7 separate regions of the Mus musculus genome follow, and all the other regions are linked to region 2. The links are chromatin contacts, called in public Hi-C, HiCAR-type and HiChIP or PLAC-seq maps. All regions are on one chromosome and are shown on one strand. Each heading gives the region's core, a stretch centred on a gene start, on an enhancer-like site or on the middle of the called end of the contact. The rest is flanking DNA. Distances are from core to core; before and after follow the strand shown. Region 1 overlaps Rhbdd1 (rhomboid domain containing 1). Region 2 has its middle 520 kb from the start of Nyap2. Region 3 overlaps Irs1 (insulin receptor substrate 1). Region 4 overlaps Irs1 (insulin receptor substrate 1). Region 5 has its middle 4.3 kb from the start of Mir6344. Region 6 overlaps Rhbdd1 (rhomboid domain containing 1). Region 7 has its middle 68 kb from the start of Mir6344.

What was found. A called contact is a pair of places that touch in the nucleus more often than the background predicts. HiCAR-type assays count read pairs that join an accessible place to other places. HiChIP or PLAC-seq counts read pairs in DNA pulled down with a chosen protein or histone mark.
Region 1: a Hi-C map of cerebral cortex shows a contact between it and region 2, with 4 times the contacts expected there. The contact joins two enhancer-like sites. A contact is called at or near these places in 1 of 484 Hi-C or Micro-C datasets (cerebral cortex), 1 of 115 datasets of contacts at active chromatin or transcription factors (trophoblast stem cells) and 1 of 9 other capture datasets (embryonic stem cells).
Region 3: a HiCAR-type map of astrocytes shows a contact between it and region 2, with 5 times the contacts expected there. The contact joins two enhancer-like sites. A contact is called at or near these places in 4 of 115 datasets of contacts at active chromatin or transcription factors (astrocytes, embryonic basal ganglia, forebrain and 1 more).
Region 4: a HiCAR-type map of astrocytes shows a contact between it and region 2, with 2.5 times the contacts expected there. The contact joins two enhancer-like sites. A contact is called at or near these places in 7 of 39 promoter capture datasets (cranial neural crest, embryonic stem cells, frontonasal cranial neural crest and 3 more), 29 of 484 Hi-C or Micro-C datasets (the AML12 cell line, the C2C12 cell line, adipose-derived mesenchymal stem cells and 17 more), 18 of 115 datasets of contacts at active chromatin or transcription factors (the 230-238 cell line, astrocytes, craniofacial prominence and 13 more) and 1 of 9 other capture datasets (embryonic stem cells).
Region 5: a Hi-C map of uterus shows a contact between it and region 2, with 2.4 times the contacts expected there. The contact joins two enhancer-like sites. A contact is called at or near these places in 1 of 484 Hi-C or Micro-C datasets (uterus) and 2 of 115 datasets of contacts at active chromatin or transcription factors (astrocytes and craniofacial prominence).
Region 6: a contact with region 2 is called in a HiCAR-type map of astrocytes, with 4 times the contacts expected there. The contact joins two enhancer-like sites. A contact is called at or near these places in 1 of 39 promoter capture datasets (cranial neural crest), 2 of 115 datasets of contacts at active chromatin or transcription factors (astrocytes and trophoblast stem cells) and 1 of 9 other capture datasets (embryonic stem cells).
Region 7: an H3K4me3 HiChIP or PLAC-seq map of embryonic basal ganglia shows a contact between it and region 2, with 5 times the contacts expected there. The contact joins two enhancer-like sites. A contact is called at or near these places in 1 of 15 datasets of contacts at CTCF or cohesin (pro-B cells), 3 of 115 datasets of contacts at active chromatin or transcription factors (astrocytes, embryonic basal ganglia and large pre-B cells) and 1 of 9 other capture datasets (embryonic stem cells).

The regions. Positions count from the first base shown.
Region 1 is chr1:82,357,553-82,360,818 of GRCm38.p6, reverse strand. All of the region lies in intron 3 of Rhbdd1 (rhomboid domain containing 1), which reads right to left. Among named protein-coding and RNA genes, the nearest start is that of Gm46095, 13 kb to the left of the region's middle. Within about 2 kb of position 1,673, at least 59 of the 459 cell types and tissues checked have an H3K27ac peak or open chromatin away from gene starts, as enhancers often do. A contact at or near this core is called in cerebral cortex, where this site is marked.
Region 2 is chr1:81,592,217-81,595,112 of GRCm38.p6, reverse strand. No RefSeq gene overlaps it. Among named protein-coding and RNA genes, the nearest start is that of Nyap2, 520 kb to the right of the region's middle. Within about 2 kb of position 1,337, at least 153 of the 459 cell types and tissues checked have an H3K27ac peak or open chromatin away from gene starts, as enhancers often do. A contact at or near this core is called in astrocytes, cerebral cortex, embryonic basal ganglia and 1 more, where this site is marked.
Region 3 is chr1:82,242,002-82,245,027 of GRCm38.p6, reverse strand. The region is part of intron 1 of Irs1 (insulin receptor substrate 1); the gene reads left to right. Among named protein-coding and RNA genes, the nearest start is that of Irs1, 48 kb to the left of the region's middle. Within about 2 kb of position 1,572, at least 17 of the 459 cell types and tissues checked have an H3K27ac peak or open chromatin away from gene starts, as enhancers often do. A contact at or near this core is called in astrocytes, where this site is marked.
Region 4 is chr1:82,273,115-82,275,997 of GRCm38.p6, reverse strand. All of the region lies in intron 1 of Irs1 (insulin receptor substrate 1), which reads left to right. Among named protein-coding and RNA genes, the nearest start is that of Irs1, 17 kb to the left of the region's middle. Within about 2 kb of position 1,472, at least 10 of the 459 cell types and tissues checked have an H3K27ac peak or open chromatin away from gene starts, as enhancers often do. A contact at or near this core is called in astrocytes, where this site is marked.
Region 5 is chr1:82,134,510-82,137,855 of GRCm38.p6, reverse strand. No RefSeq gene overlaps it. Among named protein-coding and RNA genes, the nearest start is that of Mir6344, 4.3 kb to the right of the region's middle. Within about 2 kb of position 1,660, at least 7 of the 459 cell types and tissues checked have an H3K27ac peak or open chromatin away from gene starts, as enhancers often do. A contact at or near this core is called in uterus, where this site is marked.
Region 6 is chr1:82,384,592-82,387,764 of GRCm38.p6, reverse strand. The region is part of intron 6 of Rhbdd1 (rhomboid domain containing 1); the gene reads right to left. Among named protein-coding and RNA genes, the nearest start is that of Gm46095, 14 kb to the right of the region's middle. Within about 2 kb of position 1,789, at least 54 of the 459 cell types and tissues checked have an H3K27ac peak or open chromatin away from gene starts, as enhancers often do. A contact at or near this core is called in astrocytes, where this site is marked.
Region 7 is chr1:82,198,201-82,201,521 of GRCm38.p6, reverse strand. No RefSeq gene overlaps it. Among named protein-coding and RNA genes, the nearest start is that of Mir6344, 68 kb to the right of the region's middle. Within about 2 kb of position 1,396, at least 67 of the 459 cell types and tissues checked have an H3K27ac peak or open chromatin away from gene starts, as enhancers often do. A contact at or near this core is called in astrocytes and embryonic basal ganglia, where this site is marked.

The DNA of each region.
Region 1 (3,266 bases), core at 424-2,923, 770 kb before region 2:
ATGGTCTCTTTTCAAGAGCTCTTTAACAGCCACATGCAGAATGTTGTTAGCTGATAATTTCCAAAGGATCCCACAACTGATATGCTACCAGAAAACCTTTGTACGCTCTGACTGGCCTGGGCTTCACCATCAGGCATTCCACCAGCACCCATAAAATGACAGCACACAGACGCTAACGTGGCAGCGGGGCATTTTCTGGGTCACCTCTCAATAAGCTGCAGTCTGAAGACAATCACCGTCCCACTTTACAGATAAGCAACTAAATTTGGAATGTTTCTGAGCCCAGCGCCCCTGGCAGTGAGAAGCAAAAACTGGGTGTGGCGCTCAGTTCAGGGACCTAGAAAGGTGAAAACTGACTAGTAAATCCATGCCTGGAGGCTAAGGAAATGCCCTTCGCAGCCTTGGATGGATTTGCAGGTTCCTGGGAAACTTTAATTTGGATTCATAGTTTGCACAGAGGAACAAGAAAGCAACCACAGTGATGACAATCAGCCACAAAACCGTTCATGTAGCTCAAGCCTAACGATATCATACACAGGTTTGAACCAGAAAACACTTCCAAAACATAATCTATGCTGCTGATCTGCAGTGTTCAGCGAAGCATTTCAAAAACAAAAACAAAAACCAAAAACAATGCAGGACTTCTTCAACTCCTCTTTGATAGGGTGTCTTCAATCACTATCACTATTTTCTATACCTGTTTCTGCCTTTTCTCTGTTAGGTCTTAGCCTAACCTTAGAAACAATTACATAAAAACAACAACAACAACAACAACAACAACAAAAACCTAAGAAATCCAGATCAAAAGGGTGCTGGGGCCAGTCATTAAAATGAGCTCTGAGAATGCCCTTGAGCTATGTGTAGCCAGTAAGGAAGAAACCCCCCCAACCTCCCCCCCCCCCCATTCACCAGCCCAGCATCTCCCACTGGGTGGCAGTAGCTTAGGGTCCATGTGACAAAGAGGTGGAGCACTGTGGAGTGTCACTGCACAGTGTGTGCTAAATAGTCCATGATCAGTGAGCTCCAAGCACCTGATGGCTCTCATATGCAGTGTACTCTCAGAGACAGCAGGGTAGAATTTATAGATTTGGGTGTGTTTCTCACAGTTAGTTTCTTAGGGCAAACCCTTAAAGTTAACTGTAGGTACCAATGCTTCAGGTTTTCAGCACCGTGTTTGAAGACCAGTGCATTCCGCTTCACTCTACCGACCAAATTTCTCTGTGGGTTTCAGTCACTTCCCAAGCCCGAGAAACACACATGAAATATTCCATTATGAAAGCCACTTAACTCCTCAGAGATATGCAGATCAGAGAGAGGTCCAGTCACTCCCATTCTTATCCCCAGAAAACACCCACGCCAGTCACAAGCAGGAAGCTCCAGAGAAAAAAACCGCTTGGCCTTCAGAAAATCATAGTGCTTTGCTACGCTCTGCCAGGAGGGATGTGCGGTATTAAACTTTCCACCTAAGAGTTTTCACAGGAGGAAAAAAAAAAAAAAGGCTTTCTTTGTCACACCTTAAAAAAAGAAATGGGACAGGAAGAGCAAGAGAAGGGTGACTAATGATCCAATGATACATGTGGCTAGAACTCCCCGTGACTCTTGAGCGCCGCTTTCCCACTGCTGTTCAGCGCTTGAACACAGGAGCGACTTTGATTAGCTCCTTTCCAGTGGAGTTCTGCCACTAAGGGAGAGCTGGCGAGCACCGAGCAATCTATTGCTCACTCCCAAGTCCACTATCTCCCGTGTCTACTCGGTCGGCACTTCTGAAGCAGCAGCGCTCAGGGGAAGCAGAGGAGAGGCTGCCACCACAGCAGAGCCATCCTGTCAGACAAAGCAGGCAGGACCTGCTGTCAGGAAGCTAGCTAGCACTCTGTACTGTTCAGTATCTGTTGGGATAACTGCACCACAATTCTTTAATGGGAAAGCGCGAGCAGCAACAACAAAAGTCCATTCACACTGGTTACTGGAACCTGATGGATGGAAGGCAGAGTCCATTTTTAATTCATGGCACCTTCCTGTTTATGTAATACAAAAGAGGACTCCAAGTTTTTAAAGTCATTTTCAGCTGCCTGCATAGTGCTGAATTATTTAAAACTCATTTCACACACACACACACACACACACACCTCTGACAGTTTTTAAAATACTGTTTGACAAGAGCATTTCAGCATCTATAAAAGTGTGTGCTGCGAGAGCAGGTTCTGGGCACACTGTCTTTCATTAGCAAGTCCGAGTTATTTTTACCCGTGGTGGATCACACCTCACAATGCTGCTTTAGAGAAATGAGGAAAAGGAAGCCCCTGCCCAGAGTTCAAGTCCCTCAGTATCTATTTATACCACCTTCTAAGTGAGAGTAACTGGTTCATCAAAGTCCAGAAGGTAGGTAGCCTGGGCAACCCTCCCTGGAAGGGTACAGAGCCATGAACTCCCAACCGACACCAGGACTGAGTGTTCTCTAAGACCTCACTGAATAAAACCCAAAACTCTGAAGAAACCTAGGGATCTGGTTGAAAACAACAATTTCACCACATCAGGGAAACGCCAGGGTCTCGAAAAATTATATTCTAGCCTTTGAATCATGAAAACTCGGGCTTTTTCTTTACAAGAAAGAAAAAAAAAAAGAGGTTTGAGTAATAGGTATCTAAGTGTTTTTAAACAGTGTGAGATGTCTTAAAGCAGCAAACCGTATTCTCCCACAAAAATACAGCCCTAAGATGACCAGTCTCCTCCCTGTCTAGAGTGACAGCTTGGCCTTCAAAACTATTTACTGAAGTTTTCTTTCTACTTTCTTTTTAAAAGACTTTTTGTTTTACTGTTTTGCTTGCATCTCTGAGTATGTACTATGTGCATGTCTGATGCCTGTGCAGGTTAGAAGGCCAGACTGGATCCCCTGCAACTGGTGTTACAGATGGTTGTAAGCCACCATGTGGGTTCTAGAAACTGAACTTGAGTCCTTGGGAAGGGCAACAAGTGCTTTTAACACTGGACCACCTCTGCAGGCCTCACCCACCTTATTTTCTTGATAAAAGTCTGCCACAGGTTTGTCCACTTGATTAATCTCTTTCTCTCTCTCTTTCTTTTCTCCTTCCTTCCTTTCCTTCCTTCCTTCCTTCCTTCCTTCCTTCCTTCCTTCCTTCCTTCCTTCCTTCCTTCCTTCTTTTTTTAAGATAAGGTTTCTCTGTGTAGGTCTGGCTGTCCTAGAACTCACAAGCCCTGCCTGCTTCTGCCTCCTGAATAATGGGATTAAAGGTATACACCACCACTGC
Region 2 (2,896 bases), core at 88-2,587:
CAGGACCAACAAGAGTGTTCCTACAATGGGCATCCTCCAGATAACACTGGTTTCTCAGTATTGAGAACCCAAGGACCGGCTCTCTGAGTATGTGTTTGTTTCAGGAGCAAAGGCACCCCTACTCCCCACCCCCTACCCCCACCCCACTCCAGTTTTCTGCTGTCTGTCAGCTCTCTTAGCCTCTTCATTCCTCCCTTCTGTCTAGACCCAGGGGACCAGAAAGGAGACTGTGGCAGTCTCTAAGAATACAGTATAACAGGTAAAGCTATTTGTTTGGTTAATTTCTCTCAGTTCAGTTAGGTCGTTTGGTCATCATCATGGTACTCTTGTATTTTATAAAGAACTGCCAGCTCCCAACAACACTCTCTTTCTTCCCACTGGAAACAGAAATATGTCCTCTTCAGGAATTTTCCACTTAACAGCCCTGGCTTCCCCAGCTGTAGCCTCACACACCAACCTGCAATGCTGTATTTATTTCCACTGCAGTTTGTCGGTTTTCGTCTTTCTTTCTTTCTTTCTTTCTTTCTTTCTTTCTTTCTTTCTTTCTTTCTTTCTTTCTTTCTTTCTTTCTTTCTTTCTTTCTTTCTTATCCAGCACAATGAGTGGTATTCAGTCATTTTAAAGCCACTCAACCACCCCCTACATCTTAGCTCTTTTTAAAATAATGCATACTTTCGAACAATGTCAGGGAGAGCCAGAAGCTTTTAAGCGACATTACAGTTAATTAGTTATGTCGCCATCACAGAATCATCAGCATTCTGGTCGTCAACTCTCCCCTCTTCTTCCCTCCCCTCCCCATTCTACCCCATAATTTTCTCATCCCAGACCCCTTTCCTGTCCTGTAAATACATTAAAGACAAACCTCACGGTCCATATTCTTTTCTCCCAATTGTTTACTTTTGCAAATTATTTCACTTGAGCAATATTTACAAACTATACAACAGGCCTGACGCGATGATAAGAGAGGAGACAGATTGCTTATAATCTCCGCTATAAACCAGGAAGAGAGCTTGCAAATGTGTTCCCAGCCCTGCATCAGCAAAGGCTTGCAGCTGAGCCCGATCTCAGCGCCACTCCCCACCACTCAAACGCTGACTGCAAAATTGGGGGCCCCTAATGCCAGCCCAAGGAGTTCCTGGGAGGGAGGAGGCATCCCAAGTCTCTAGTCAATGCAGGGAAACGAGGGCATTTAGGGGAGATCAGTTGCTGGTTAAGTTACAGGGACATGATGCTAGCCTTCTCTGATGAAGATTGTAGGATCCGTGACCACAAAAGCCTGCAGTGCGGAGCTCTGCGGAGTCTGCGACTAGCAGAAGGAGGAGGAGCCAGGAGGAGCCTCCCCAGTCTGGCAGGGTGGTAGCTTCTCAGACAGTCTGGCCTAGGGGCGTCACAGGAGCACAGCTGAGTGTCTGTAGAAGGAACTAGAATTTCGAAGATATAGAGAGGGGGGAAGAAGAGAGGAGTTTGTTCAAGCTGGGAGGGCGGGCCCCAGGGGGCGTATGCAACAAAAGAAGAAATAGATTGCAGCCTTGCGGGACACCTAGGGTATTTCTTTCAGGGGGCATTACTTCCACTTTTAGGCAGGAACAAGAGCTGGGAGGCAAACAGCAGCACAAGCTGACAGCTCCAAGGTGATCAAAGGGGACAGAATGAATGTCTTGCTCTCAGAGCTATTTATTACAAAGAGAGGGGTGCTCCTGGCCACGCTGAAGGGGAGAGGGATTAAGATCAACTAGAAAGAGACCGGCCTGTGCCTGGCTCCTTTATGTAGGAGCGGAAAATGGGCATGTATATTTTAATATATGGATATTTAAGTGTAGTTGCATTTGAAGAATGGTATTCAGTACAGGTTTAGTCCTCTCCATGGACACCACACACACACACACACACACACACACACACACACACACACACACACACCAGCAGCAGCAGCAGCAGAAGCACCACCCCACCACCATCACCACCACCTCCACTACCACCTATATGATATCCTTATGACTATAGAGGAAAATTCTACCTCCCACTCCCAAATGTTACTGTACTTATTAAACCGTCTCAGCATCCTAAAATGAATGGCCCAGGACTGGGACATTTTTATCCAGACACACCCCCAAAGGGACACTAGCTAACTTTCTTGGGTGTAATTAACCTTAAGCATCAAGTACACACACACACACCACACACACACACACACACACACACACACACACACACACACACACACTTCCGTGATTTGGGGAGAATCTGTCTTTTTCTAAGGGCAACAGAGCAAGGTGTAAAAATACCCTTCTATATTTTAGACAAGAAATGCCTACCTATCCAGGAGGCCTGTATGTGGGTCCTCCTTAACATTTGGGCAGAGCTCTATATGCCTTGCAAACTTCAGCATGAGGCTTGGTCCCACAACAAAGGCATGGGAAGCAAAGAGACTTCCTGGGCATTAGGTGCAGTCTCCAGAAATACAACGTAGCTGTCTAAAAAGTCTTGCCTGATGTGGAACACACTTTTGTACACGATAATGTGGACCTATGTGTATGCCCACAGCTTTGTCTGCCTCTTTACACTAAAAGTTTACAAGGCAAAACAATTTAACAGCAACAAACAGACTAGCTTTTACCCAAATTCAATATAAAACAATGGCATCTTCCATGAGATCCCACTTGCTCCAAATTATTCCTTTCCCCAGAAGGAGTAAATTTTATGCTATGATCATATGCACCTTATTTTTGTGTACATATATGGAACCATATAACATTTAAACATCTTAATTCCAAATATATATAACTTGATTTTTGTGTATTTATGAGACAGATTTTAAACATCTAAATTCCATATATATATGACGATTTTATGTATTTATGAGACAGAAAGTTTTTATATCGGAAGCTATAAATAT
Region 3 (3,026 bases), core at 323-2,822, 650 kb before region 2:
GGGCTTTGCTTTCCTGGAGCCATCAGACTCCAGGGACAGAGCACACATGAGAAACTTACTTAGTGTTTAAGAGCAAAGAAAGGTTTGTGGCAATAGGTCCACATCCTTCCCTTTTGTCCAATTACAGAAACTGCGTTGCAGACATTTTTGCTCTCTCTACACCACATTGAAAAGGGGGCCATGGTGGAATTCAAATCCATTGGTTTGTATCCAAGCCAGATTTATAAACTCTGTGTCCTGTATTTCTGACCATTATAAACAAAATAAAACCCTAACCCAAAAAGTGATATGATGTTTCAATATAAACCTCAGAACTAATTAGAATGTACTTCTAGTAAGAGAGAATAATGTTGTCGAAACAACACCATGAATGTGAAAGAATTCCTGCCCATGACACTTTCGGTCCTGCATGTACCTTAGAGAAAGTTTTCTAAGTCTTGCTGCTTTGATTCTGTCGTGTGTGTGGACATATATATTACTTATGTTATTGCTGTGGCAAAAGCAGCTTAAGGATGGGAGAGGTTGCTTTTAGGATAATGATTCAGGGATATAGTCTATCATGGTGGGAAAGTTCCAGAAGCAGGAACAATAGGCAGCTGGTCCTGTGGCATCCTCAGTCAGGAGGCAGAGAGGGATGGATACTGTTGCTAAGCTCCCTGTATCCTTTTCATTCACTCCTGGATTCAAGTCCACATTTAGGCTGTCGAGAAAGTTCCTCAGCAACATGCACAGAGGTGTGGTGTGTCTCCTTGGTGATTCTAGATTGGTCAAGTTGTCAAAATTTATTAATCATAGTAACGTACGGTATTGATGGAAACATTGAAGGCATTTTGATTTACCGATTTCTAGGAGCACTATTATGCCTTCGGTGCCATTTGCTTTATTATTGTGCTCCCCCTTAATTGATTAAAGGAATGCAAAATGACTTTTTAAAAGTAACTTTAGAAGATTTTAAAATTACTTTTATTTTATGTTTATGAGTGTTTTACCTGCACGGTATGTGCACCATATGCATTCTTGGTGCCTACAGAGGCCAAAGAGGGTGACCAACGCCCTGGAATTGGAGTTACAGATGGTTGTGAATTGCCATGTGGGTGCTGAGATTCAAACTGCCCCCCCCTCCGAAAGAGCACCCAGTGTCCTTAACCCCTGAGCCATCTCTCTAGCTTCAGTTTAAAATATTTTGTTTTTGAGTTTTATTTAATCCATGATTGACTCCAAACCTTTCCTTACTGAGAAGTGAGCATCTCTGTTTAAATTTCTTTTCTCATCCTTAATTATTTTGAGCAGTTTCCAGAGCCTCATGCAAGCCAGGGAAGAAACTCCCCCTTCCCCCATGATGGCAGCACTCACCCTAGCAGGCCACAGAGGAACCAAATGGCTCCATTGCCTCCTTAGTAGATCTTGATATGTCCTTTTAATAAAGCTTGGCTTTCTTCGTTGGTGGTCTCCTGAAGTCACCAGCCCTGCCAGGTCTTTTGTGGCGACAAAGGAGGAATTGGAGCGAGATGGCCTCTCACATGTTGGCACTCCATCCTGGATTTTCTCCCTGGCAACTCTGTGCCCGTCAAGGTCTGGCCAGCAACCTTGTTATTTTCTCCAGCTCGATTCTCCCCATGTGACTGGCAGCAGGCACGAGTGGTATTTAGGCAGGTCCATTAAAGCATTGGTTTGGCCTGCTTGGTTACCCTTTGCCATTTAAGATCATGGAACCCAGGCTTGCCAGCTCAGTCTTGGCCAGTTTGAAAAGAAGTTTTCTTTCTGGAGCTTAAATGCCTTTCCATTTTCCAACATCAAATAGCACTATCTCAGTCCTTACCTCTAACCTTCATTCCACTCTTTCTTTCTTTTGGTGTGATCTCCAGGAGGATTTAGAATAGACAGTACTTTCACACTCTCTATTTTCACCTGCTTCCAGCTTGCCTTGATACTTCCCAACCGCACCTTCTAAAGCCCAAATAGATTCTCCTGTGCACCAAACTTTTGAATCTCTCTGGTCATAGCTTTCCTTTTCCTTACGTGGATGGTTGGCAGGGCTGGCAGAAGGAATGCTCTGGAGTGCTGTTTAGTTCTCTGGTACTTTGTCAGAGTTCTGACTGTCAGTCACAGGATCCTATTAGTGTTGCAAGTCTAGCAAGTAGAGTGACACTTCCATGTCCCCATCTCAGATTGTGTAGTAACAAGTGTTATAACTAAGGGATACCTGTTCGCTGCAAGAACTGCAATGCCATTTGCAACTGGTGTGTTTGGATTTGCTATTCTTTAATTTGGTGGGCTTGTTTACTAGACTGAGGAATGGTTTAAAAAAAAGTTTTCTCAGGGTATGTTGTAGATGAGCATCAATATATCAACATTCTAGAAGATGTGAGTTTTGAAATAGTCATACCAGGTGTTACTATTGCAGCAGCAGCAGCAATGGGGTGGAAGCCAGAGGAATGGATGATTGTGGCATGAACTTGGAAGTAATTGTGTAAATAAGAGAATGGCAGACTTGGAAACTGAAGGTTATGTCTCCCCATAAAGTGCCTGCTGTGCAATCTTGAGCCTTTGTGTTCAGTGTCTAGAGCCCACTTAAGAACGCTGGGCATGGTGGTGTGTATAGGTAATCCCCTCGTTGGGAGGTGGAGACAAGAGGATCCCTGAGGCTTGCTGGGCTGCTAATATAGTTCACTCAGGCGAATTTCTGATTTAGTGAGAGACCTTGTCGTAAAAATACGAAGTGGAGAACTGATGGAAGAAGATACTGCATGTTGCTACCTCGGGCATCACAGCTCCCATCTTGGAGCACAAACCAGTGCTCAAGAGGCATTTTTGAACTCTCGAACTTCTCTCTTCATTTCCCAGTTGGGGGACCAAAACCAAGACAGCAGAAGCTCACCTCACATTCTGACTATAAACAATGAATTAGGAACATGGGAGAAAGGATACGATCTTAACGAGAATGATTTTTAAAATGGGCTAATAATTTCATGTGTTCCTCCCTCGCGTGCTTTTAAGTGCAGAAGTATGATTTGAATGTTAGTTTT
Region 4 (2,883 bases), core at 223-2,722, 680 kb before region 2:
AGTGAGACTTTATCTACTGTTTGAAACATATATGACTGACATCCATCTTTTTTTTTTTTTTTAACTGAGTGTGGTCCAGGACTGATGGAAATGAGATAGCTTATGTTACAAAAGAGAAACTTTCAAGAATATGAGAATGCATACTTATTCAGTGCTTATCAATATTTGCTCACCGTTGCTGACATTTCCTCATAAAAATATACTTATGGTAATTATGTTCATTTTCTTCTAGTTGTCTGGAATAAGTAGGAATGAAAAGTCTTACATGTGAAGTTACATATTTTCTTGGATATGGTATATGTGTTGTTTAGCTTTTGGAGTAAAACAAACCATTCTAAAACCAGATTCATTAAAATATCAAATATTTATTAAGTCTCAGTTCTGTGGGCTGCTATTTTTGACTCTACTGGGCAGTTCTTTTGCCTGTCTGCCTGGGTAGTCGGAGGTGAGGTAGAAGTTGCCCATCTTCAAATGATGCTCCAGGTAGTGCTTCCTGCTGATAGGGCCATACTCAGCGGAGGTTGATCAAGACTTCACCTGGTGTTAGGTGGATTTCACAGACAAGAGAACCAGTACTTGAGCATAAAGACTCTCTAGCTTCCTTGCCTGTCACATTTGGTCCTGTCCTGTTTTCTAAAGCCTAAGTCATACAGCCATGTCTAACTTTTACATTGTTCCTTGTGTCTGTATAACATGTATGTATGTATGTGTGTATGTATGTATGTATGTATGTATGTATGTATGTATGTGTACAATGTGCACACGTATGCCTATGTTTGCATGTTTGTGTGTGCAATAGTATTTAGAGGTCAGACGACAACCTCAAGTATTAGTTCATACCTTCCTTGTGTGTGGCAGGGTCAGACAGGGTCTCCTTGTCTTTTGCAGTGCGAACCAGACTAGCTGGCCTGTGAAATTTCTGTCTCACTCACCTTCCCATCCTGCCTCAGGAGAATTGTAGCTCCTAATACAGCCCAACCAAAATTAGAAAATTATTTAAAACTTAGGAAATTTTCTTTTTTAGGCAGTTGGGGGGGGGGGGAGGAGGCAGGGACTTGCTTGTACAGTTATAGCACATGAACTTTGTAGGTGACAACTTGTGTCACAAACTTGCAGATAGTCCTCAGGTGGCTGGCACAGTACCTAAGAGCCAAGGTGTCAATGGAAGGGAACCTAAAGGCAGAGACCCTCTTTTCTTCCCTCCCCTTCCCTTTTCTCCCTACCTTCCTCTCCTCCCCTTTCCAGTGGCTGACCTGCAGACCCAGGAAGTTGGACCAGATGAGAACCGGATTGTATGGGGAGAGGTGAGAGGCAAGGGCTGTAAAGGGACTTTTAAATGCATTGGAAGAGCCTAAATGCAGGTCCTGGAAGTACAGAGAAAGGGTTTGTAGGTCCTGGCAGTACAGAGATAGGGTTTGTTGAGTCTCAACCAGGGCAAATACTTTGCAGTGAACACTGCCCAGCCCTCCCAGCAGTCAGTGTTTACATTTTTCTCTTACCAGAATCACAAATGCCTTAAATGCTCTTGAGGTCAGAGAACAAAACAAAACAAAACAGGATGCTGTATAAAAATACATTTGATGGTGGGAGGGGATGGGCCTCTAGAGTATTATGTGCAGCTCCTTGAATTGGTGCTATTTATGCTGTGATTTTGGGGGCTCCCATCCACCCTTCCCTCCCACCTGCCCCCTTCCTCCCAATCCCAATGCACTTTCTGAATCGCAGCTAAGTGGTAACTCCCTTTCAAAGCAGGTCCCACTCCCCTGCTTAGGTTAAGGAATGTGTGTAAATATCATGCTTTTAAAAGAATGCATAACGAAATAATTGCTGAAGCTATTAATTGAATACCTTGGAAATCACTGAGAATATATTAAAAACCTTCTGCTTTGCCTAAACTTCGCCATTTGTCTGTGTGCCTCTGTGTGTGTGTGTATATGTGTGTGTGTGTGTGTGTGTGTGAGAGAGAGAGAGAGAGAGAGAGAGAGAGAGAGAATAGGGAAGAGGAGAGGGAGTGTGTGTGTGCTTGGGGGTTGGGAAGAAAGTTAAGTTAGGAGGTGGGAACTAGAGTGTAATGAAAAGGTAGCCTTCCTAAAACTAGGTCTTTAAAAAATATTTTGTAGCCTAAGCCTTTGGTCCCTCACAAGTCCCTACAAGGGACGACCTTCAGAAAGTGTGTGCGGGCTTGTTGTCTCTCTGCCTTTGAACTGGGTGAAGAATGTTTCTCGAGATGGAAAAATGAATGGCTGGTGCTTTTAGCCTGCAGCGTGAAACTCGCTGGAGGAATGTCTTTATGTTTTCAAAGCCTGCTTCTCACTCCAGTGTATTAGATGGGCACTTGAAAAGTGTCCTTGCATTGTCAAGCATGCCACACACACACACACACACACACACACACACACACACACACATACACACAAAGTCACCAAATTCGAGTTCATTCACTGGCTCCTTTTAGGTGGACTTTTTAACCACTGAGCCTCCTTTATAAGAATAGAGCTTCACTTGGCTCCCTTTTCACCCCACTGATAGGATTTACTGTTATTCATAGATCAGGGATTTTAGGTTCCCTTCCCCCTACTCAAGATGAATATTTAAAAAAAATAATGACAGAGGTACTTAGAAAACATCACTAAAGAGTTCTGAATAAATTTCCAGCATAAGTAAATTGTGTTTATGAATTATAAGTTAGAAAAAAATACATCTAAATGACCAGAAGGGCAGGGTAGCGTTTGATGTTGCAGGTTCGAGCATCCTTACCCCAGCCACTCTTTCAGAAAGATCTCCTTTTCTCGAGGTAAAGTGACAACTCTTATTCTTGTGTGGCTGCAGGCTTCCGGGCTTCTTTTCTTACTAAAAGTTGTGAGCTGTGTCTGAGTGGGCTCC
Region 5 (3,346 bases), core at 411-2,910, 540 kb before region 2:
GCAAAAGTAGCACTTATCTTAAATGTTATATTTGAACTTATAACACTCAAAAGCATGTTGTATTATTCATCACTTTCCTCCCTGTCATGACTAAATACCTAACAAGAACCAACTGAAGATAAGAATGGTTTATTGTGGCTCCCAGTTTGAAGGGGCACAGGCCATCACTGTGGACAGGTATGGTGGAGGGAGTGTGAGATAGCTGGGTACATTGTGGCTAAAGTCAGACACAGAAAGGACAGGAAGTAGGGCTGGGCTAGTAAACTTTAGAGCTGACTCTAGGTGATTCAGTTTGTCCATCTAGGCCCTACTTTAAGGTCCACCTCCAGTTGAGAACCAAGTGTCCAAACAGTCAAGCTTATAGAGACAGGTCACAGTCAAGCCACAGCACGTGTTAATTTGTTGATGTCTCCTACTCTGAGATTGTCCAATAACTGATATGCTAAATGGTTTGAAATGGTAAGTTTGTCTTAAAATTTCATCATAATGTCCACCTTCCCCAAGTAAACCGTGCACTGATATTACAAAAGATGATTAGTTAAATAGGTTTTATGTGAAGAAAGCTACTACTTTTTATGCTGTGAAACTCCCCCTACTCTTATTTCTTGACATTAAGCAATAGGAAGCAGGAATGAAAATGGAAAGACATGCCAGAATGGTAAAAAACCTGCAAAGCAACAGAATAGTCTGTAGGTATGCAGTGACTTCCCCTGCCTATAAAAAGAACATAGCTGGCCTTTTACAGTATAAGGCTGTGGTAGATCTAGTTTAACTCCTCTTAAAGGTATAAAGGTGCTTCAGCTTGCAGGGTAAGGGTCAGAATCACAGCTTGGCCCTCTTCTGCTCTGAACTGTTTTGAGACATGTTCATCTAGAGGTGGCTTATTTTTGCTTCTGGTGTTAAAATCACAACCTTAGATATGAACATCTCTCATAAAGGGCTACTGTTAGGGCAGAAAACACATTCATGAATCCTTCTGGGGTCTTGTTTAATATAGGTGATTATTTAGTGTAACTAGCAGAATTTCCAAGCACATTTGTTTTGCTTGTGTGCATGTTTGTGTAGCTATAGGTACATTACATACATACACTTGTATGTGCGTTAGGACCAGCATATAGCCTGGGATGTTGCTCCTCATGCTCTTTCCACGTTGACGTCTTTCTTTTTTGAGACTAGTTTTCTCACTGGCCTGCAGCTTGCCCAGTAGTGAGTAGGGTAGGTGAGCAGTGAGCTCAAGCTTCAGGGAGGAACCTGTTTATGCCTCCCCAGCCCTGGATTATAAGTGTGCATCACCATGCCTGGCTTTTTATTATGTAGGTTTCACAGATCAAACTCAGGTCCTCATGCTCCACGGAGCTATCTCCCCAGTCTCTCCAAGTACATCTTATATGTAAAAACCACTGCGTTCCCAGGAGCCAGTCTGCTTTGTCAGCATTTCTTATACCCTCCTCTCGTCTTTTGTTTTTGATAAAAGAAATAAAATGTCCATGGTTCTTTTTAATAGAAATTTACACATATAAACTCAGAACAAAGGACTGTTTTGACAGCATGGAGTTCTAAGAAAGCAGGGCTCAGATGAAACGACCAGAAAGTGCCATTACATCCATGGCTCAAGGAACAACAGTGCTCGGCTGATGTATTCCAGGCAAACCCCACAGCATAAATCTTTAATACCACTGCCTTTCATGTGACATTTTTATATAAAAACTGTTTGCAGAGCAGTGTAACCTTTTCTGGTGTTCGTTCAAATTAATCAGGGCTGCCCAGGCCTCACGTTTCACCGTATAACTAACTGCTTGAGATACGTCAGCAAATACTATCAACACATTTTGATTTGGCTCCTTGTTTGGAGTCTCACCAGAACCAAATAAGGGGTTGACATACCAGTTTTCAAACAAGGTCAACGGTGAGGCTGCTGCTGCTGTGCTTAGATAGACATTCTGATGCCTGAGTGCCAGCCTGCAGTGTTTGTGCAGTGGGCCAAGGCCAAGGCTTTCTCTTCATAGCAGGTATAAATTTTGACTTCATAAAAAGTCATAAATTTTAAGTTTAGGACAAATTCTCCGTCTGTCTCTATCTCTCTATGTGTGTGTCTGTGTGTCTATCTGTCTCTGTCACACACACCACCACCACCACCACCACCACCACCAACAACAACAACAACAACTTACACACACTACCACCAAGGAGGAAGCATTCAATTTTATTTAAGTAACAGAATGCTAGTTAAGGAGTAAATAAGCTTATTTCTTCATTAGAAATAAGCTATACAAGTCTAAAATGGATATATATTTAGAACCATAGATCTTAGAATATTTACTGAGGATGGGTTTTCCATTTATTGAATAATTAGCAAAATATTTTAGAAAATATTTATCTCACTGTACATGACTCTTGATTGCAAACCAATTGTTATTTTTTGAGCTTACCTGACTCTAACAAGAGTTTTTAGAATGAGGATTTTGATTGACCCACTCTTCTGTGGATTTTGAGTCACCAAGGATATAGGATAGATACACACACACACACACACACACACACACACACACACACACACAGGTCCATCTATTGCTAGCTCTATGCTTTTGCTTGGACCTTCTCTGCTTGCCTTCCCTCATCTTCCTTGGAGGTTGTCCAATGGCCTGCAGAGTGTCAGAAGCACATGGCCTCAAAGCTTACGGCTATAGAGAAAGAGCAGTTGCTGCCTTCAAGAAGAGTCTGGGACTAGCATAACTGGCTCATTTTGGGGCAAAGCCAAGCTGAGGTAGGCTTGGATCTCCAAGCGGCCTCACTTGGATCAGAGCTGCTATTTTAGCACCACATGGTGTACTGAGACAGCCATTGAACTGTGCTCACTCTCCAAAGGCAGGGATGCTGTAGGGACCATAAACTAAAAGTAAAAAAGTAAAAATAAAAATCTGCCCATTATAGTAGCAGAGAGTCCTCAAGTAGACTCCATGTTCACTCATGATGATTGGTTTAGTCTTCCTAGCTACCTAGTCAGGGAGTTCAGTTGTGGAGCAAAAGCATCAGGGATAATGGACTTATATGCAAGAACATAAGACTCAGCATACAGATATACAGTTAGGTTTGCAAAGTAGCAGGCTAACAAAGAAGAGGGCTGGTGTTTAGAAGAAAGTGGATTTTATGAGGAGGCATACAAATGGATTCTAGGCTACAAACATACTGAGAGAATCCATTTCTTATTCCAGCATGCTGTTGTTTCAAAGTGGCTACCTTTCAAGAACTGTACAATGTATCAATAGCTGGGATATTAAGACTCTGACATAGACAATGTACCAAGCAAAACTGTACACTTTAGATAAAAAACAAAAAACTGAGTTAT
Region 6 (3,173 bases), core at 540-3,039, 790 kb before region 2:
AACTACAGTAGGTCACTTAACTCTTCTGTTGCCCATGCAGAGTAGTCTTACCTCATAGTAAAAACCAAGATTTATTCACAATTGCAGCCTACGGTGCTTTGTCCCTGGTGCTGCTGGAGTGAGGGCCTGGGTGAGGCTCCACTGAGGAGCATACTGAGAGATCCTGGACCCACAGCAACAGGGAGTCTGAAAAGAGACTAGGCAGCTCAATGAGTAGTCTCAGGGTGGAAGAAGAGGGAATATGGGAAACTAATTTATTGGTGTTCCAGCTGTACCTTTATTATCAACTTGCTCATTAGCATATAAATGGTGCCTTTCCATACATGGCAAGTGTGGGCTCAGAAAAATTATAAATTAATTCACATACAACTTTTCATGTCAATTTCCCAACATGTTTACATTGTTTATGGGACACTATAATGCTTTTAAATGGTGGTCCTAAATAGAAGCCTCCTACTTTCTAGAAGGAACCCACACAGAATTCTGATTTCTCTGTTACTCCTCTTCCATGGTCACAGATGAACAGTCATATGCAATACTTCTATTTCTTTACATGCACAATTTCACACCTAAACACGGTCTTAAAGGGAAAACTTTTGTCATTGAAATGAATACCCTGGACATGAAGAGAAGCGAGAAATAGCCAGTAATTTAAGGCAACCGTTGTTCTGCACTGAAATTGCTTTGAGACAATCTGGCAGATGGTACTTCTTTTTATTATTACAGGGAAGAAAGAAAGAAAGAAAAGCTAAGTGGTCATGCAGAATTAGCCTTAGCTATACATCTCTGTCCTAGCTGCAGTGCTCCAAAGCCAAGCAAGGCAGCAGCTGGAATTTGCATATGTTATAAATCACCAACTGCGTATGACTGAATTAAGCCAAGAAAGGCTCACATAGTCGCTCAGCTAAGATATTACCACTTTGTGTGTACTTATCAAAAGCAGGTCTTCCTCAAAGAGCTGTGTGTGTTTATCTCCCAGGAGTCCTTCATTTGTACAACAGGAGCCCTAACTTTCAAACACTCACCTCTCTATTCCACGGCACTTCCTGGCCATGCTTTCCTCCGACTGGAAATAACAAAACTATGAAATAACAGAACTGGACTGAGCAGTGGGGTGGGTCAACATCATCAAAGTGCTTCTGTAAATATGAGTATGTCACAGTGAAACCTTTTTTGTTTTTTTTTGCAGTAAATATAACTGATTTTAAAAGCACTGAATACAATTTAGTCCACCTTTCTTATAATTTCCCATACAATAAAATAATCAAGACAAACACTACCTTTATGTGCCTTCATGGTGCCACATAGAAAGGAGAAATTTGCAAGTTAACCACAACACCCCCCCACCCCATTTAAATCACACCTCAGCTGATCTCCTTGAATATATGGTTGGTAGAAACAGGACTCAAAGATATCAACAGCAAAAGCGCTAGATATTAATTGGGAGTCTATTTCTTTTCGGTCATGGCAGCCTGTCTCACTGTCAAGCCAAGGCTTTTGGAGTGCATTTTGCCTTGATTTCACATATGGCTAAGGAGCAGCCCAGCACACTGTCTGGTGTAGCGCTGCCCAATCTTCACAGGGCAGCCAGTGTGGATGTGGCCGTGTGCTTTTCAGAAACTTAACAGAAGATATGCACAAGCACCCCACACATCAGCAAGGGGTTCCAGATTTCACCAGCCCCAGGCCCTAGGTGGCAGACAAAAGTTGGAAAGGAGAGAAAGAACTCTGTGCCCAGTGCCAGCTGAACTTGGTGGCAGGCCATTAAAGAACAACAGTGGGGGAGGGGAGAAGAGATTAGAGAAGGCATGGGGTGGGGAGCAAACAAAAAACTCAGCGAGCTACTGTTCCTAGCAGGCGTCTGCCTTTTGACTCAGAGATGGCTCTTAACCAAGGCTTTCCTACTATGGTATGGTATCAGCTGCCTCCTGGACTCCTTTGTTAGTGCTGACTGCCAACAGGACAAGACAAAATTTCAGTTAATAGGGAATGAACTAGTTCTTGGAATAATAGCGATCTCTCTATTTCTTCTACAAAGGCTGCTTTGGCCGTGTTACTCCTGGCATGCACGTTAGGACTTGTAATTATGGCAGGGTACTGTTTGGAAATATTAGAAAACTCTAAGGTTAAAAAGTTGCTACTTTAATCCCATAACTTACCTTACAATGTGTTTAACTGAAGAATAGTATCAAACTAATGGTGTGGGTTTGTTATTCTTTCTCCCAACGAATTTCTCTTAGCTGGCTTTTTTTTTTTTAAACCCAAAACCAAATCACAACTACTAAACTAACATTCCTTATGGTAACAACAACTCATGAATCATAGAGAAATAAACAAGCACACAGCCTTTGGAACTACTGTTTCTAAAGTATCTTCAGTCAAAAAGTAAAAATAAACACAACGAATAATACGAAGCTTCTAAAGCAAACCCCTAAGGGGTGGTTGGCTCAGACCCCAGAGAAGGAGACACTACGTGGAATGCTGAGAAGTACACAGAACACCAGGCCTGCCCCAACAATAAACACAAGGGCCGGGCAGTCTAAACAGTAACTCTCCTCGGGTACAGACAAGAGCTGAGGAGTTAAACCACCAAACCCTAAGCCGAGAGTGGTATGTGGGAACTTGCTCACCGCCTCAGATTCTGCTGCCAGGAAGAACTCAGGAAGGGTAAAGCTGAAGACTGGGCAAGCGGGAGATCACAGAACCACGGGCACAGACACACTCCCTTTCAGACACTCCTAAGGGGCTTCAACTGGTCTCACAGAAGAGGAACCAGAGGAAGCAGCCCTGTCGCCTTAGTGACAAATGAAGAAGACATCGCCTGAAGGTGTGTATCTAACACCTCATAACCACTGTAAAGGACTTAACAGTAGTTATGTCATCTTCCTGCTAACACTGGCTAGTCCGAGTCTAACGAGCTCCTAATGTGACTGATTGATAATATTTAGTAGATAGAGAATAGAGAGACGCATCAAATGCCCCAGGAAGAAATAACCAGATAAAATGTAGACTTCTTACAGTTCAATGGGACTGGTGTTTGTGCTGGTTAGATTTATGCTAACTCGATACAAACTATATTCATTTGGTAAGAAAGAATTTCAACTAATATACCCAGGGCTGGGCAACCCTTAAGGGCACTTCTTGATTATCGACATAGGAGAGACCAGTTCATT
Region 7 (3,321 bases), core at 147-2,646, 610 kb before region 2:
ATTTATAGGCGGGATGGGGTGCGGGGGTGGGTAGGGACCAATGAGTGAGGGTGGTGGAAAGAAGAAAGGAAGATGTCAGAGCTCATGATGAGCCTTGAAAGGGGAATTCAGGCTAGTGAATAAGAAAAATTATGTCCATTCATAGAGCCGCTGTTCCCACGAGTAGGATCGTGGCTTGGGTATTTACATAAATGACTTATACTATTCGTTTCGACAAATTTTTCAGATGGCAAAATGGAAGTGTAGAAGGTACTCAACCCCTTAAGATGTGTGTCCACTCCCCTCAAAACAGAAAAAAAAAAAGCCTGGAGATCCACAAAAAGTTGTCCACCTAGCAGAGCACCCCCTGTCTTACCCCACCCTCCCCCGCCCGCCCCGCTGTAATACTCCTCAAGCTAACTGGAGAAGCAGGTACAGACCAAGAGATGTGTGTCAAGACTCTGGATCCTTTTGAGACAGATGAGAAGAGGCGCCGAGGAAGGGTTGGATGGGTTACTGGCGCTCCCACCAGAGAGGTTTTGAAAATGAGTTACAGTTGGTCAGGAGGGAGAGAGAATTGGTCTCAGGGCAACTGGCTGGCAGCAGGTACTGGGTTTTTCATGGGCTGGGAGTTCCAAGCACACTGAAGACTTTCTGGGCTTCTGTGTTAGTAAAAGAGGAAGCCCTTGAGATAACAGGGGAAGGTTCATCTGGCAGCACTGCTGGGAATGCGCCTGCCCGCCCTGCAGTTTGTGGGATGCGGAAAAGGTATCCCCTTACGTCTTCCAGTTTGCTTCAGTGCATGTTCTCAGAGAGTAAACATATAACACAAGAGCCGTTCAGCTTGTGGTATTTGTTATTTTTGACATTCCTTCCACTTTCTATGAATATTAAAAACGCTTTTGATCTGTCTTAAGCATTTCTTAGTGTTATTGGTTCCTCATTAGGACAGTGTCTTCTAAAGGTCTAATTCATGTGACTTCTTTAATATGAGTAGCTTTCTACTTTCTCTCTCTCTCTCTCTCTCTCTCTCTCTCTCTCTCTCTCTCCCTCGTCTTCTTTTTTCTTTTTCCCTTTTTCTTTTTCTTTTGCCACAGTTCAGTGTGGAGTTATAGTACTATTGAAAGAGAGAGAGAGAAAGAGAGAGAGAGAGAGAGAGAGAGAGAGAGAGAGAGAGAGAGAGAAACGGTTTCCTTGTAGTATATTTATAACTTCCTCTAGATTTAGAGCTTCATGATAGTGGAATAGGAAACTAAATATAACCCATGTTGTTTGTTTTTCCTCAGAGGCCTTTTGGGCCTCAAAAAGAAGGGAGGAGAATGTGAGCTTTGTGGAAAAGGCTTTAGTGTGAATGAGCAGCTGTATGCACCTCAGAGAGACAGTTTGTTGCTAAAAATAGAGGCTCTCTAAGAATAGCAACTCAAAGCATTTAATACCCAGATTCTGCCTGGGCAGAAATAAATTCCAGAGGAGTGTGTGATTAAGGAACGGGACTGCAGAAATCATCAGAGCTGTGGCCTCACAGCTAGGTTTGCATAATGCCACACCAGCCTCAAACAAATGTGCTTGCTACCAGTGCACCAGCCTTTTCTGGTCTCACCACAAAAATTAGGGTTCAGAGTAACAATGAAACCAAAAAGAAAAACAAAACAAAACAAAATACCAACAGTGCACAAAAGGGTATTTTTAGCAAGCTGAGCCAAATTGTTATTGAAATAAAGGAAACCGGGACAGCAAAGTAAGAAAGGCTCAAACAACAAGAAGATGAAGCCTTATGTTGGTGTGTGGTAATAGCTGGCTAAAGCATCCAGGTGGTTCACAACAACTTACCCCCGGCCCGGGGTGGGGGAAGTAGCTCAGTTGCTAAAGTCCTTGATTTGTAGGCATAAGACCTGCGTTTGAAATTTAGAACTCACATTTAGAAATCAGGCAGGGCATGATGTGGAGTCCCCTTGTTGAAGCAGGTAGATCCACTAGGCTCACAGACTAGCCAGTCTAGTCTACTTTATAAGTTCCAGGCGAATGAGGGGCCTGACTGAAAGAAAGCAAGATGAACAGTGCTGACAAATGACGTCCAAGGTTTTTTTTTTTTTTCCTGTCTTACACACACAGACACACCCAGACCCAGACCCAGACACACACACACACACACGTACACACAGATTGGCACACATAACAAAGAAAACTAATGTCTATTTCTGTCTTTTATAAAAGATTAGCTTAAGTTTATTTTTCGTGTATGAGTGCTTGCCTACATGTATATGCACTATTTGTGTTCCTGTGCCCTTAAGGCCAGAAGAGGGCATTGGATACAGATAGTTGTAAGTTGTAGTATCAGTGCTGGGTTCTGAACTCCTGTCCCTTGCAAGAGCAAACAGCTCTTCTAACTCTTCAGCTCCCATTTCTGCATTTTCTCATTTGTTAAATGAAGGTTCCTGGGCTATAATGCCCCATTTCTCTCATTTCTCATCTGTTCAGTTAAGATCTCCAGGGCTGGTATGTACCAATGGTAGAATGACTGCCTACCTTGATGGTTAGCTTTTAGTTGTCAGCTTCACAAGACATTGAATCACCTAGAGAGAGAGAGAGAGTCTTATTGAAAGAGTGTGTTCACTGGGTTGGCCCCTGAGCATGTTTGTGGGGGATTGTCTTCATTGCATCAATCGATGTGGGGGACCTACCCTAAATGTAGGTAGAATGCTCTGGTTGCAGTTCAGATGAAAGGACATGAAGAAGGAAAGCTACCATTTGCTCAGCTGGCCTTCCCACTTGTTGATGAATTCATCTACTCTGTTGCTGCTGCCGCTGATAATGGTGATTCCGATTATGATGATAATTCTTTTACTGACATTAGAATTAACTTCTTTGAACTTCAAACATGGACTGTAGATCAATAGCTCTTCAAGAACATTTCAGGCTCATGGCACCAGATTGAGACTATGAAGACACATAGTCTTGTAGACTGAGCATACAGGGTTCTGGGGCTCTGTGGTATGAGAAAGAAATTGCCAATCTTAGCAAGTCAGTCAGTCTAATAGTTCTCTTTTAGTATCAATTCATTGTATCAGTTCCTTGTATTCATTGTATTCCTGTGAAGAATCTTGACTAATATACCTAGCAAAGGAAAGGCTCTGGGTTCTTGTCTACTCTCCCTGCCCTCCCCCACCCCCACATGCACAGGCACACACGTATGCACATGAACTGAAAGCAAAACAATCTAGAGATCTGCTTTCTGTGATGGGTTCAGATATCTATGGTTTTATTTGATTATTTAACTGACACTTAGAACTAAATTGTGTTCACCCTCCCAAAATGTGTTTAGACCCTAGATCTACCCATGGA